Linked DNA regions of Mus musculus: region 1 is linked to region 2. The links are chromatin contacts, called in public HiChIP or PLAC-seq maps. All regions are on one chromosome and are shown on one strand. The core of a region is the stretch at or near the end of the contact, and the rest is flanking DNA. Distances in the headings are between cores, read along the strand shown. Region 1 holds the start of Maml1 (mastermind like transcriptional coactivator 1). Region 2 holds the start of Rmnd5b (required for meiotic nuclear division 5 homolog B).

Evidence for each region. HiChIP or PLAC-seq counts read pairs in DNA pulled down with a chosen protein or histone mark.
Region 1: an H3K4me3 HiChIP or PLAC-seq map of bone marrow-derived macrophages shows a contact between it and region 2, with 5 times the contacts expected there. The contact joins the promoter of Maml1 here to the promoter of Rmnd5b in region 2. A contact is called at or near these places in 2 of 39 promoter capture datasets (liver and pre-B cells), 1 of 484 Hi-C or Micro-C datasets (B cells), 1 of 115 datasets of contacts at active chromatin or transcription factors (bone marrow-derived macrophages) and 1 of 9 other capture datasets (liver).

What each region holds. Positions count from the first base shown.
Region 1 is chr11:50,288,446-50,294,873 of GRCm38.p6, reverse strand. It overlaps Maml1 (mastermind like transcriptional coactivator 1), which reads left to right and starts at 2,538. Exons shown (of 5, transcript NM_175334.3): 1 at 2,538-3,148. The coding sequence starts at 2,813. Canx (calnexin) reads left to right here. Exons shown (of 15, transcript NM_007597.3): 15 at 1-917.
Region 2 is chr11:51,633,145-51,639,828 of GRCm38.p6, reverse strand. It overlaps Rmnd5b (required for meiotic nuclear division 5 homolog B), which reads left to right and starts at 3,933. Exons shown (of 10, transcript NM_025346.1): 1 at 3,933-4,239.

The sequences.
Region 1 (6,428 bases), core at 1,289-3,788, 1.3 Mb after region 2:
TTCATGTGGAATGCAGATGGGTGCTAGAGGAGCCTCTCCCACATCACTATAGTGTAATATTATTACACCACACTGAAATGTATTCAGAAACAGATGTTTCAATTTCATTCTTTCTCCAGAGGTGGTCCAGTTGTACCAATGATACTATTCCTTGCACTGAATATATATAAACACTCTTCAGTGTTTATATTGGGGAAATACTGGGAAAGAAATATATTTGTTAAGGATGAAGGCTGTATCTGTTGTCTTTATAAACACTGGTTCATTTCTTTTGAGGGTGGAATGCATTTTTCTTCCTGTTCAGTGCTTTATCACCATCTGTTGTTTGTGGTCACAGTGACCATAGCTATGTAGCGGACGTTTCCAAATGTATAGAGTGAAATAAACAGTTACTAGCAAGAAATGAATACATGTCTGCAGGTTTCTCCTTGAAGCAAACATGGGGATGATTGCTTTTCTAGAAATCGGTTTATCTGTTTCATCATTCTACATTGACATTGTTTTGTGCCTACTTTATATTCACCCAGGCTGTACAATGACAGGTTTATTTATGTCACTGGTGGTGGTCATTGCCTTTTTGGGTCCCTCTTCCTCCCTCAAGGTTCCATTGAAGCTCCAGCCTCCTTAAATACCTGACTCGTTAGTAAATGATCAGCAGTCTTCAGCTCTTAAAAAAAGCGTAGAGGGCAGGTATTGTAGCTGAGTAGGTAGAACTGCTAAGCGTGTGCAAGGTTCCGTGGGTCTGATTCCTGGCACTGAATTAAGATAGATAAAGGCCCTTATATTCTGATTTTCTATGCTGGACTCCTTGTTGTAAAATGTCCATGCCAGTAGTACTCTTCTATTGTCCACTTTTCAGATTGTCACACTGCTAAATGACATTATATTAAAGCCCGTGTTAAATATCTGTATCATAACACTGAATGTTTTTACTGTTTGAATAATGGTTAATTTAGTCTTTTCTCATAGGAGACCTTAATTTAGTTTTGTATTTAAGTGATGGTTTAGTCATTACCATTGTGTAAAATGGACCTCAGCCCAAAAACTTTTTCATTGCTGGCATTTGAACCAGTGCTCTACCACTGAGCTACACCCTGTCCTCCTAGATACTATTCTTTAGGATATATATATATATCTTTTAACAGCTTTTATTAGAAAAAAAGTTTCTCAGGCTTCATATTTGAGGATATTGGAAGTCATGCCCAGGATATTTTGTGTTTTAGGTTGCGTCCTGAATCCATACACTATAGAGTTTTGAAGATAACCTTGCACTTCTAACTGGGCGTAATGGTGTGATCAGAAGCAGAGGCAGGCCAGCCTCAGACAATATATTTGAGGGCAATCTGGGGTACCTGACACTACAGTTTAATGGTGGGCTGGAGAGTTGGCTCAGCAGCTAAGTACCCCACTGCTCTGCCAGAGGTCCTGAATTCCCAGCAACCACATGGTGGCTCATAATCATCAGTAATGGGATCCGATGCCCTCTTCTAGTGTGTATGTGAAGACAGCTGCAGCGTACTCATGAGGTCCTGGGTTCAGTCCTTCATCACTGCATACAAAAGCTGCTGGTTTCACTTGAGTGCTGATTGTAATGCTTGGCACTGGGAAGAAGCAGTGCTCACTTATCTTTGCCACTCCCGCCACCAAAAACTTAGAATTCCTTTTTCTTATTTTAACTCCATGTGTATAAAAACACTTGGCTGTTAGCTTTTTTTCTTTGTGATTTTAAAAATAAAACTTTAATGAACTCTAGTAAGAGGTTAAAGGGTGACATGTTTGAGTGGCTCGTGAGGTCTTCTATTGCAAAGCCTCCCAGCATCTCCTATGGCAGTTTGGGTGTCAGTAACCATCCAGAACATTTTTTGGTCCTTTCCTGGCTTTTTACCTTCGCTCACTTGCTTGCTAGTGGCATCACTGGAACCCAGTGCTTTGGATTGGATTTTGAGTGACTCAATTTTATATATCAGTCGGTTTTTAAGTGTATGCCCCTGTAGATCTAAATAACTCCAGTCCCCAGTATTGAGGCTCTTTCCCACCCTCACCCCTCCAAGTAATGAGCTATTGCTCACAGTACCAGTCAGTGATAACTATCTCTACTAGGTCGCTCAAGCTCAAAACAATTCTGATCAATTACGTGGCTGTATGTAAAGAATGAGGTCGGAAATGGCTGACCTCGAAATAGTGTGGGTGGACTAAAAAGATAGACAGCTTTGGACATCTGGGTCTTAAGGCTTCCACCTCACTCAGACTTAACCCGCGTTCCTCACGAACCCGGAAGGGACTGCTTTCAGGGGGCGGTGTTCAGAAAACGTGGCTCTTCTTGGATAGGTTCCCGTCAGTCACAGTTCACTCTCCCGCACTGAGCCCGCCTCGGGCTTCCCTCCTCGCCAGAGTGTTCAGTTTAAATACCCGAAAATTCCTGACGTGCTTGTCCCCCACGCCCTCGGGCAGCGGGTTTCCTTTGATTGGCTAGAGCTTCGGTCCATCAGCAGTGACGCAGAGTTCGCCGGCCCAGGCCCCGCCCTCTTCCGAAAGCCCCGAAAACAATTTTAAGATGGCGGCGGCAGCGGCGCGGAAAACAATGGGGCAGGGGTATAGCGGACAGGCCGAAGCCTGAGGCGGGCGGTGTTCCCCGGCCTGGAATCGGGCCGAGCGGGGCCGGAGGAAGACCCGCCGCCGCGCCCGAGCCCGCTCCACAGCCCGGCCGGACATGGCGCGGGCGTGAGGCGGATCCGGGCCGTCAGAAGCGGAGGAACCCGAAGTGGCAGCCGGCGCCGGGAGGCCCGGGCCCGGCCAGTGCCGCCCGCGGCCCATGGTGCTACCCACCTGCCCCATGGCGGAGTTCGCGCTGCCGCGGCACAGCGCGGTCATGGAGCGCCTCCGCCGGCGCATCGAACTGTGCCGGCGCCACCACAGCACCTGTGAGGCCCGCTACGAGGCTGTGTCTCCCGAGCGCCTGGAGCTCGAGCGCCAGCACACCTTTGCCCTGCACCAGCGCTGCATCCAGGCCAAGGCCAAGCGCGCCGGCAAGCACCGGCAGCCGCCGGCCGCCGCCACGGCCCCGGTTGCCGCTCCGGCCCCCGCCTCGGCCCCGGCGGCCGCGCGCCTGGACGCAGCGGACGGCCCGGAGCACGGCCGCCCGGTCGCGGTGAGTAAGGCTGGCGCCTGCCACAGCAATACTCACTCCCGAAAACGCCTCTTCCGGCGCGGATCGGGCCTTGGGGAAACTTTCCCGAGCGCCCCCATTTCTTAGTCTGGGTCCTGGGAGGTGGCTAACATGGCAGGGCGCTTGTCATCTTCCAGAAGTGGCACTGCGGTGTACTTTGGGAAAACGTCCCCTTGAGGACTTGAGTGAAATCGGGGCTGGAAAAGCAGGAGGTTAGTTGCTGGTAGGCTTTTCTCCTAAACTTAATTTCCAATTGATGAGAACTTCGTCTTGGAGCAGACCCGCGTTGGAGTTGCCTAGGATGTAGGGCGTTCTTGCACCGTAGGCCTGGCCTCGCTTAGTCTGCAGATGTTGATTGGATCTTTGCTTCGTGGAGGTTAGTTAGGGCTTTAATATGGAAATAAGTCTCCCTTCAGTTGACAGTATCCCGCGGTTTCGGAATGGAAAATTGAAAAGTCTTTGGAAGCTTCGGTAAACGGAGTTGCTTAAAAGGCATTCGTTTTCCCCCAACCCCCGCAAAAGGGAACTTTGGAATTTGTGAACGCCTGATTCCTGCTATATTATTGACAGTTCCAAAATTAACCTACTAAGCCTGTTAAAAACCTCTGATAATATTAATAGTTGTTGAACGGGGGAAATGACGTTACTTGTTGGTCAGCTGTGCCCTTTGGTTTTTAGTAGCTAATCCCGAGATTTATTGGTTAGAAGTTTTGCCTCCCTGAAACTGATTTATAAACCGGAAACCTGTGTGGAGGGGCGGGGGAGGGGAATGGGTGTTACAAAATTCTTGGTAGTTTAAAAGTAAAATTTTACAACACTTAAGTTGTTTGGTAATTCTAATTTATGTCTTCATTGTCTCTCACTTGGGCCGTTGTTAAAACTCTTCCCTAACTGGTGGTTAGTCTTTCAGTCACTTAATACCCTTCCTCTTGAAATGTTAGAAACCCTTCTGTTGCTGGAGGGAATTAGGTTTAATCTTCGGTTGGCTTTCGGAGCCAGCCGGAGCTAGCCTGTCTTTTCATGTGCCCCACAGGGCTATTGCTTTCCTTCCTTCCCACACTATCCCCGCTGCGAGACCACACGGCAGAACACACCGGTTCTGACCCAGCTGCTCGAGTCTTCTCATCCTCACTTTCCCGCCTGTAAATCGAGGGTATGTTGTGCGCCTTACAAGGTTTCTTGAAGCAATCAAATGAGTATGAGGTTAGGTGTGGTTGATTCCTGCCCAGAGGTAGGAAGGAGGAAAGAAGAAATGACAGTGGATGTGATGTGAACAAATTTCTCAAACTAAACGGCTGCTTGCAGGATCTTTCTCAACATTTTCAGAATCCTGCCGTCCTTCCAGCCACAGCCTACCTTCATCTGCAGTTAGTGAAAAACCAGCCCACAGCAGAATCTCCTCTCTCAATACAGTTATGAAGTATATGTATATGTGTGTGTGTATGTATGTATGTGTACATGTTTCTGGTTTGGTTTGGTTTTACTTCTTTTTTGTTTTTTGGTTTTTTTTTTTCAAGACAGAGTTTCACTGTACTCTCTCTCTGGAACTCACTCTGTAACCTCAGACTCAGAGAGATCCACCTGCCTCTGCCTCTGGAGGGCTGGAATTAAAGGGGTACACCACCACTGCCCAACTTACACCCTTTGTTTTTAGCACATAGTCACATATTACTTCAACCATACTGTGTCTTGCCAAGTAGACTGTAAGCTTTGGAGCCTGAAAAGGCTTGGGCTAAGTCCCATTCATATTTTAGGCCATCCATATACTTGTTGAGTGATTGATAACCAACTTGGGTGTGCTTTACCCAAAATGACTTTAACTAACATCTTTCTTGAAAGATCTCCACCTTTCCCCCAGTCCCTGTTGGGGGATTGAGCCTAAGACATTGTAATTATTGGTTGTCTTAGTTGGAATTTCTATTGCTATGAAGAGACACCATGACCACAGCAGCTTTTCTAAAGGAAAACATTTGATTGAGACTGTTTTATAGTTCAGAGGTTTAGTCCATTTTCACAGCGGGAAGCATGATGGCATGCAGGCAGAGCTGGTGCCGGAGAGGAGGCTGAGAGTTCTACATCTAGATGTACAGGCAGCACAAAGATATGGTGACACTGGGCCTGGCTTGAGCATCTGAAACCTCAAAAGTCCACCCACCATTACATACTTCCTCCAGCAAGACCACACCTCCCAGTAATGCTGCTCCCTGTGAGCCATTTTCATTCAAGCCACCACACTGAGTACTGTTTAGCCACCAAACTACACTGCTAACCCTAAGGAAAGACCTTTGAGGGCAGTAGGTCGCCATCCCAACTGAAGTTGATTATGAAAGCTCATAAGAAAAACTTACTTGTACAAACTGTCCTTCAACATCTTCCAGAAAGAATATTAATAGTGCTTGAATTTCTGTTTAAAATTATGATAAAACTTATAGGATTTACCTAATTTTATAATTTTTAATTTCTGACTCATTAGAGAAAAATTGAGTTCTCATCTAGTGTTTAAAAAAGAAATGTTAGCACTTGAATCCAGCAGGTTGTACATGTGTATGATCCCAGCATCTGAAGCAGAGACAGAAGGATAACTGTAAGTTCAAAGCCAGTCTGGTATATGTAGCTAAGCTAGGTGGGGCTATTTAGGGAGAACATATCTTAAAGGAAGGGGGGGGGGGAGGGGAGATGGCTCAGCAGTTAAGATCACTTGGTGCTCTCATAGAGGAGCCGGCTTGGTTCACAGCATCCTCTTGGCAGCTAACCATCTGTAACTCCAGTTTGAGATCCTGGAGGTCCAATGCCTTCTCCTGGCCTGTGAGTACACTTGGCACATACGTGACGGACTGACAGACATTTAGGTACAACACTCAAAAAAATAAAAATAAAAACTTTTATTTATTTATTTTTGGTGGGCACACCATGTTTGTGTGTGTGTGTCGTCCTGGCTGTTCTGGAACTTGCTCTGTAGACCAGGCTGGCCTCAAATTCAGAGATCCGCTTGTTCCTCCTTCCCAAGTGCTGAGATTAAAGATGAACACCACCAAGCTTAGCTTTAAAAAGCGACTTGAGTCTGACTTGTCAGTAAGTCCTTTGAATGTGAAACCCTGAGCAGATAGATTTGCCATGTCAGGTTGATGTTACCATATTAGAGCTTGATGTGAGGGTCTTGTGAGTTGAGACTTCAGCTTTCTCTACAGAGGAAGGGCCTTTTCACTGACGTGATGCTAGCTGAGCTGTTCAACCCGGGGTTGGGCCTACAAGAGAGGCCTCT
Region 2 (6,684 bases), core at 2,684-5,183:
GCACTTACAAAGTGGCTCACAACTACCTGTAACTCCAAGCCTGGGGAATACGATGGCCCTCGTCGGGCCTTCACTGGCACAGACATATGTGCAGAGAAAGCACCTACACACATAAAATACATAGTTTTAAGCAGAGGATAGGTAATCCAGAAGATCTTAAATATGGTGCAGTGGGATCAACAGAGGCCTCCATGGTTGATACAACTCAGGAGAACAAGAAGAAAGGTAGTAAGAACCTGCCTAAGACGAGGAGATTGTGATCCTGAGGGGGGCGTTCCTCCAGGGAGGATGCAGGCCACACCATGATGCTTCAGCTGCCTTGTGTGTCACTGGGTGCTTTGCTCCTAATGGCTGAAGGCATATACCATTCTCCCCTGGCTCACATGTGCACTTTTGTTTGTTTTCAAGGCAGGGTTTCTCTGTATAGCCTTGGCTGTCCTGGAACTCACTCTGTAGACCAGGCTGCCCTCGAACTCAGAAATCCGCCTGCCTCTGCCTCCCAAGTGCTGGGATTAAAGGCGTGCACCACCACTGCCCGGCACATATTCATTCACTATGTTCACTTTTAACAGGATTTTATTTTTATATGTGTGTTTTGCCTGAATGTAAGTGCATCATTTATAGTCCCCAGGCTACTTTCTCAAAATGCTTTGTAGGTTTTTTTTTTTTAATGAGTATTTAATCATACACACACACATACACACACACATATATATATAACTTTACACATTGCAAAACAAGAAAAACAATAGAAAAATGGTGAAGTACAATTATGAAGAGATCCAGAAATAAATCATATTTTTGCAAAAATCGCACAGGATAAAGGGAAGGCCTATGGAAAGAACACAGTTTAAGCAGAACTGTTTGGCTTGATTTCTGAATATGGCGCAAAGTAAGCCACCATTTGCACTACCTTGTAAAATAAAATAAGCATCAACGTTTTTTCCTGTTTGTGTGTGTAGAGGTCAAAGGTCAACATTGAGTCTATTCTTAAATTGCTCTCCATCTTTTTTGAGAGCGGGGCTCTCACTGAATCTGTGGCTTACTGATTTAGCTATGCTCATCAGCTATCAAGACCCAGGAACCTACTGTATGCCTCCCCAGTGGTTTGCGTTACAGGAAGTTGTTTTGTTTTTTGCTTTTTTAATGGGCGGCAGAAATTGAACTCAGGTCCTCAAGCTTGCATGACATTTTAGCAACTGAAGTGTCTCCCTAGTTTCGTTTTATTCTTCTTTTTAAATTAAAAAAAAAAATCCTAGGAAACTGGTCCAAAAGAAAGGAGATACTAAAGAAACAGCTTTTGGTTATTCCACTTAAAGCAAGTTCCTCCAACAAAAACCAAAAGTCCAGTCTGAACGAGGGACGAGCAACAGAATCAAACGAATTGGAAAACTCGGGCACAGGAAAAGTGCAGAATAATTCAGAACACGAGGCCCGCCACGCCTCAACAAGGGTTCAAAAGCCTAAATGTAAGCCGCTCCAGGTTCTGGTAGAAGCCGGCTTTGTTCACACCCTGCTTGATGGTGAGGCAGGGTGGGAGAGGAAGTGGGAAAGCCTGGGGCTTTCTAGAAAGCTTGTGAGGTCCTGCCGGCTGGGGTTCGGGTTCTTCAGCTCTGGCTTTTCGCCCTAAGCAGAGCTCATTCAACTCCTCGCCCCCGCGACTTCCGCGTAGGGCTGGGACCACCCAAGCTCTGAGACACCGCCAGGCATCTCCAGGATGCTGGGGTCACGATGCCCCTGCGGGCTAACTTCCCTCTTTGCACCGCCCTCTTCCCTGCTGTGTTTCAGCAGGTTGTGAGCCACAGCTTCCTCTTTTATTAAGCAGAGAATGTTGGTCAGCTCCCAGCATCTCTGTGGCTCACTATGTTCCAGTAGCGATGAAGACAAAGTCCTGAGCCCAATGGAGCTTTTATTCTAAAAGTTGGGGAGGCGGAGATAGGGGCAAGAAAGCAAAATCAACACATAAACACATGATTTCAAGCCAAGGCTGTAAAGAAAACAAAGCTAGATTGTGCAAGGTGGAGGAGGCGGAAAGAGGAGCATGTAATGGCTGTAGGAAAACCTGCAGTAAAAAAGAAGCTGGGGGCTGGAGAGGTGGCTCAGCGGTTAAGAGCACCAACTGTTCTTCCAGAGGTCCTGAGTTCAATTTCCAGCAACCACATGGTGGCTCACAACCATCTGTAATGGGATCTGATGCCCTCTTCTGGTGTGTCTGAAGACATCAACAGTGTACTCATAAAAACAAAAAACAAACAAACAAACAAACAAACAAAAAACCCTGCCTAGCTGGCGTGGTGGCGCACGCCTTTAATCCCAGCACTTGGGAGGCAGAGGCAGGCAGATTTCTGAATTCGAGGCCAGCCTGGTCTACAGAGTGAGTTGCAGGACAGCCAGGGCTACACAGAGAAATCCTGTCTTGAAAAGCCAGAAAAAGAAAGGAAAAAAACGGGGGCGGGGAGAGGGGAGTGCATGAGTTGCTGGAGGACCCCAGGTGATGGTGCACACACCTGTAATCTCAGTACACAGAAGGTAGAAAGAGGTCCTTCGTGATGTAAGGAGTTCAAGGCCAGTCCTGGGTAGGTATCAAAGACCCTTTCTCAAAAGATTCTCTCTCTTTCTTTCTCTCTTTCTTTCTCTCTTTCTTTCTCTTTCTTTCTTTCTTTCTTTCTTTCTTTCTTTCTTTCTTTCTTTCTTTCTTTCGACAGGGTTTCTCTGTGCAGTCCTGGCTGTCCTGGAATTCACTCTGTAGACCAGGCTGGCCTCGAACTAAAAAATCCGCCTGTCTCTGCCTCCCAAGTGCTAGGATTACAGGCATGTGCCACCACTGCCCGGTTCTTTCTTCTTTTCTTTTCTTTTTTTTTTTTTTTTTCCTGGTCTCAAACTCAGATCTGCCTGCCTTTGCCTCCGCAGTGCTGGAATTAAAAGTGTGTGCCATTACACCCGGCTCCTTCATTCTTTTTAGTTAGGGCATGTATACAACCCCTATTTCATTTTGCCCCTAAAGAGGGGCTATTTACAGAGAGCAGCTGGGCTGGGGGCTATGGATGCATAGGGTTAGGTGAGCCCGTAAGAACAAAAACCGAACTCTTAAAAATTGTGTGTGTGTGATGTGAACGTGGGTGTGCTTGCCTGTACAAGTGTGTGAGGGCCAGAGAAGGATTTGGGGAGTCTCGCTCCAACACTCTCCACTTTATTCTCTTGATCCTAGAGCTCTGCTTTTTAGCTACATTAGCTGGCAGGCAAACACAAGAATCCTTAAGTCTCTGCTAACCCCACTCCTGCAATTACAGGCCCGCGCCAGTAGGTGCGAGCCAGCTTTCTAACAGTACCTGGGATCTCAACTCAGCCCCTCACACTTGTTTTGCAAGCACTTTCCCTGTTACCTCAGACTCTTCCTTTAACATTATTTGCTAGTTCAAAATGCATCGCAGGAAATACTTAATCACTGGACCACATACATGTAATGGTCTCTTAAAATGTTCATTTTTCGGGTGCTGGGGGTGGACCAAGGGACCTGCGTGTACTTTAACCCTCCCCCTGTCCTCCCCCTCTCTCTGTCGTAGCTCAGGCTGGCCTAACTCACTTTGTATCCCTGGATCTCTGATCTTCTTATAATTATAAGATTATAGGCGGGTACCACAATACCCAGCTTTGTTTATTTTCTGAGCCAGAGTGTCGCTTTGTAGTCTAGACTGGCCTGGAACTCCCGGCGCTCGTCCTGCCTCCGTGTCCCCTATCCCAGCCTGGACATTTAAGACCTAGTTTACTGTGGTTGGGGGCCCGGATTAGGCAGGTGCGCCAGCTAATACTTCCGGTAGAAACTCGTGACAACCCGTCGGTGGTTCTGACGCGCGGAAACCCAGGTTTGCTCCGGATCGCAGAGGCCAGGCGTCCCGGCACTGCGCAGGCGCTAACTGTTGCCTGGCTCCGGCGAACGATTCATTCGGCATTCCTTGCAAAGCCGCGGGCGAGACACACTGTCTCCCCACGCTCCGCGACACCACGCATGGGCGAGCCCGGACCCACCCGAGAGGCAACCGCCGCGCCTTCCGGTTCCGATGACAGCGGCGCCGGAAGCGGGCTGAGCTGCAAGACTAGGTGACAGCCTGCCGGCTCCCGGTCCCGGGGTGCGGGGCGCCCCGACCAAAGCCTGGAGCAGTCGTCGGCCACACCCTCCAAGGGCTGGTGGAGTCGCCCGGACTCCGACGTCCCGTCCTAGTGCACCTGACTGAGTCAGAGGTAAGCAGCCAGTGGGTGGCGGGGTTCCGGCAGGGCACTGCAGGAGGGTCTCTGGGAGGATAAGTAGGAGTTTGTCAGTCTTTGCACTACTATGCGGGTCAAGTCGGGGTCGTGGCATGCCCCTAGGGTAAATGGTGGGCTTTCCTGTCCTTTCAGTTTTAGGTGAAGAAGTGACAATGTGAAACTTTCTAGTATTTGTAGGGATATGATTTGTTTGAGTGTAAAATACAGGGCATTCGATACTGTGGTTTGAAAAGATGACACGTGTGTGGAGACCTAGATAAGGAGCCAGCCATGGGAAGATGTGAGAGAGTGTTCCGAGAAGAGGATAGAGGCAGAAATAAACTGGATGTACCCTGGAACAGAAAGGCTGGTGGTGGTAGAGTGTGGCAAGTGATGGGGAGAGTCATTGGAGTGAGCATCACCAGGGAGTTTGTTTGGATAGAACTTTTGTTTTTCTTTTGTTTGTTTGTTTGTTGTCTTTGAGACAGGGTCTCTTATAGCCTAGGCTGCCCTGGAGCTTTCTAAGTAGACCAGGCTGGCCTTGAACTCACAAAGATGCATCTGCTTCTGCCTCCCATGTGTTGGGGGGTGGGGTGGGTTAAAGTCCTGCACCACCATACCCAACCTCAGATTTATTTATTTTCTTTTATAATGATGACGATGATGACAACGACGATGACGACAGCATTTCTCTACATAGCCTTGGCTGTCTTGGAATTCACTGTGTAGACCAGGCCAGTCTGAAGTCAGACAGATCTGCCTGCCTCTGCATCCTTAGTTCTGGGATTAAAGGTGTGAGTCACCACACCCAACAGATATTTTTTTTAAACTTCTTATTTCTAGGTGTATGGGGACCTTTTGCCTTCATGTGTGTCTGTGCACCACGAGATGCAGTGGATGAAGAGGGCTTCAGGGTCTCTAGAACTGGACTTACAGGAAGTTGTGACTGCCATGTGGGTGCTGAGAACAGAATCTGGGCTATTTGCAAGAGCAGCAAGTCCTCCTTAAACACCGAGCCATCTCTCCAGCCCCTCTAGTGTGAAGTTTTAACATTTCCTTCATATCTCTTTCTATCCACTGGAAGCTTTTGATTCAGGCCTTCTTAGCCAAAGGCTAGGAAATGGAGGTATTGTTTAATCAGTTAGGCCTACTCAGCCCCGTGATGGGCTAGGTCCTGCAGGGAGGGAGGGGACAAGACCAGTCTCCAGGCTTTGTTTAGCTGCTAGTCCAGTTGAGACACATCTGAAGAAGCAGTCAGGAGGATGTGGAAGTGTGTGGAACCGACACATCAGATTTGTGATGCAGAAAAGAAGGGTGCACAAGGAAGATAGAGCCGTGAGAAGAGGCCTGAGCTGGAGCCCAGGAAGCCATATAAAATGGTGGATGTGACCAGGGACGTAGCACATGCCTTTAGTTCAGCAGGTGGAGCTTTGTAAATTCAAGGTCAGCCTGGATTTCAGAGAGAGAGGTGATTGGTGACCTTTTGGGAGCCTGGGTTTAACTTGAGTTGGCAGAGGTGTGAAGAGGGTGCTTATGGGAGTGAGTGGGTGTAATGAAATAAAGAAGAGAAGCAGGGCTTTGGGTGTAACACCCTCTGTGGCTCCGCACTTGTCCAGCATGTGTGGGGGCTTGGCCCTGAAAAATCAATAGATTAATTAAAAATGAATGCATTCCTGATGATATGTAATTCCAGCTACTCGGAAGGCTAATGCAGAAGGATTCCAAGTTCAAGGTCAGTCTGAGATACAGAATGAGCTCAAGGGCAGTCTGGTCAGTCTAGGGAGTTCTTGACTCAACACAAAAAGCTGAGGTTGGAACAGGGTGGTGGCACACGCCTTTAATCCCAGCCCTCAGAAGACAGGGGCAGGCGGATCTCTGAGTTCCAGGTCAGCCTGGTCTACAGAGAGAGAGAGAGAGAGATCTGAAAACAAACAAGTGCACAGTAGACTGGGGTGCAGCTCAGTCGGGGTGGGGGTTCCTGGGGGAGGGCATGCTTGGTGTTGAGGCCAGCATGAACCCATTTCAAAACAACAAAATAGCATCATCAAGATGTCTCAGTGAGTACAGATATTTGTTACATAGTCCTGGTGACCTGAGTTCAATCCCTGGAACCCACATAAAGGTGGAAAGAGAGAACTGACTGCACAAAGTTGTCTGAATGTGGCTTCTGCCCAGATCAGAAGCACGAATACATCCGTTTTTAAAAAGCAGAACAAAGCCGGGCGTGGTGGCGCACGCCTTTAATCCCAGCACTTGGGAGGCAGAGGCAGGTGGATTTCTGAGTTGAAGGCCAACCTGGTCTACAAAGTGAGTTCCAGGACAGCCAGGGCTACACAGAGAAACCCTGTCTCGAAAAACCAAAAAAAAAAAAGCAGAACAAAAAGTTGTCTACTGGACATGTACAGAGACTCTTTTTTTTCTTTTCACTTTTTCCTTCCTTCC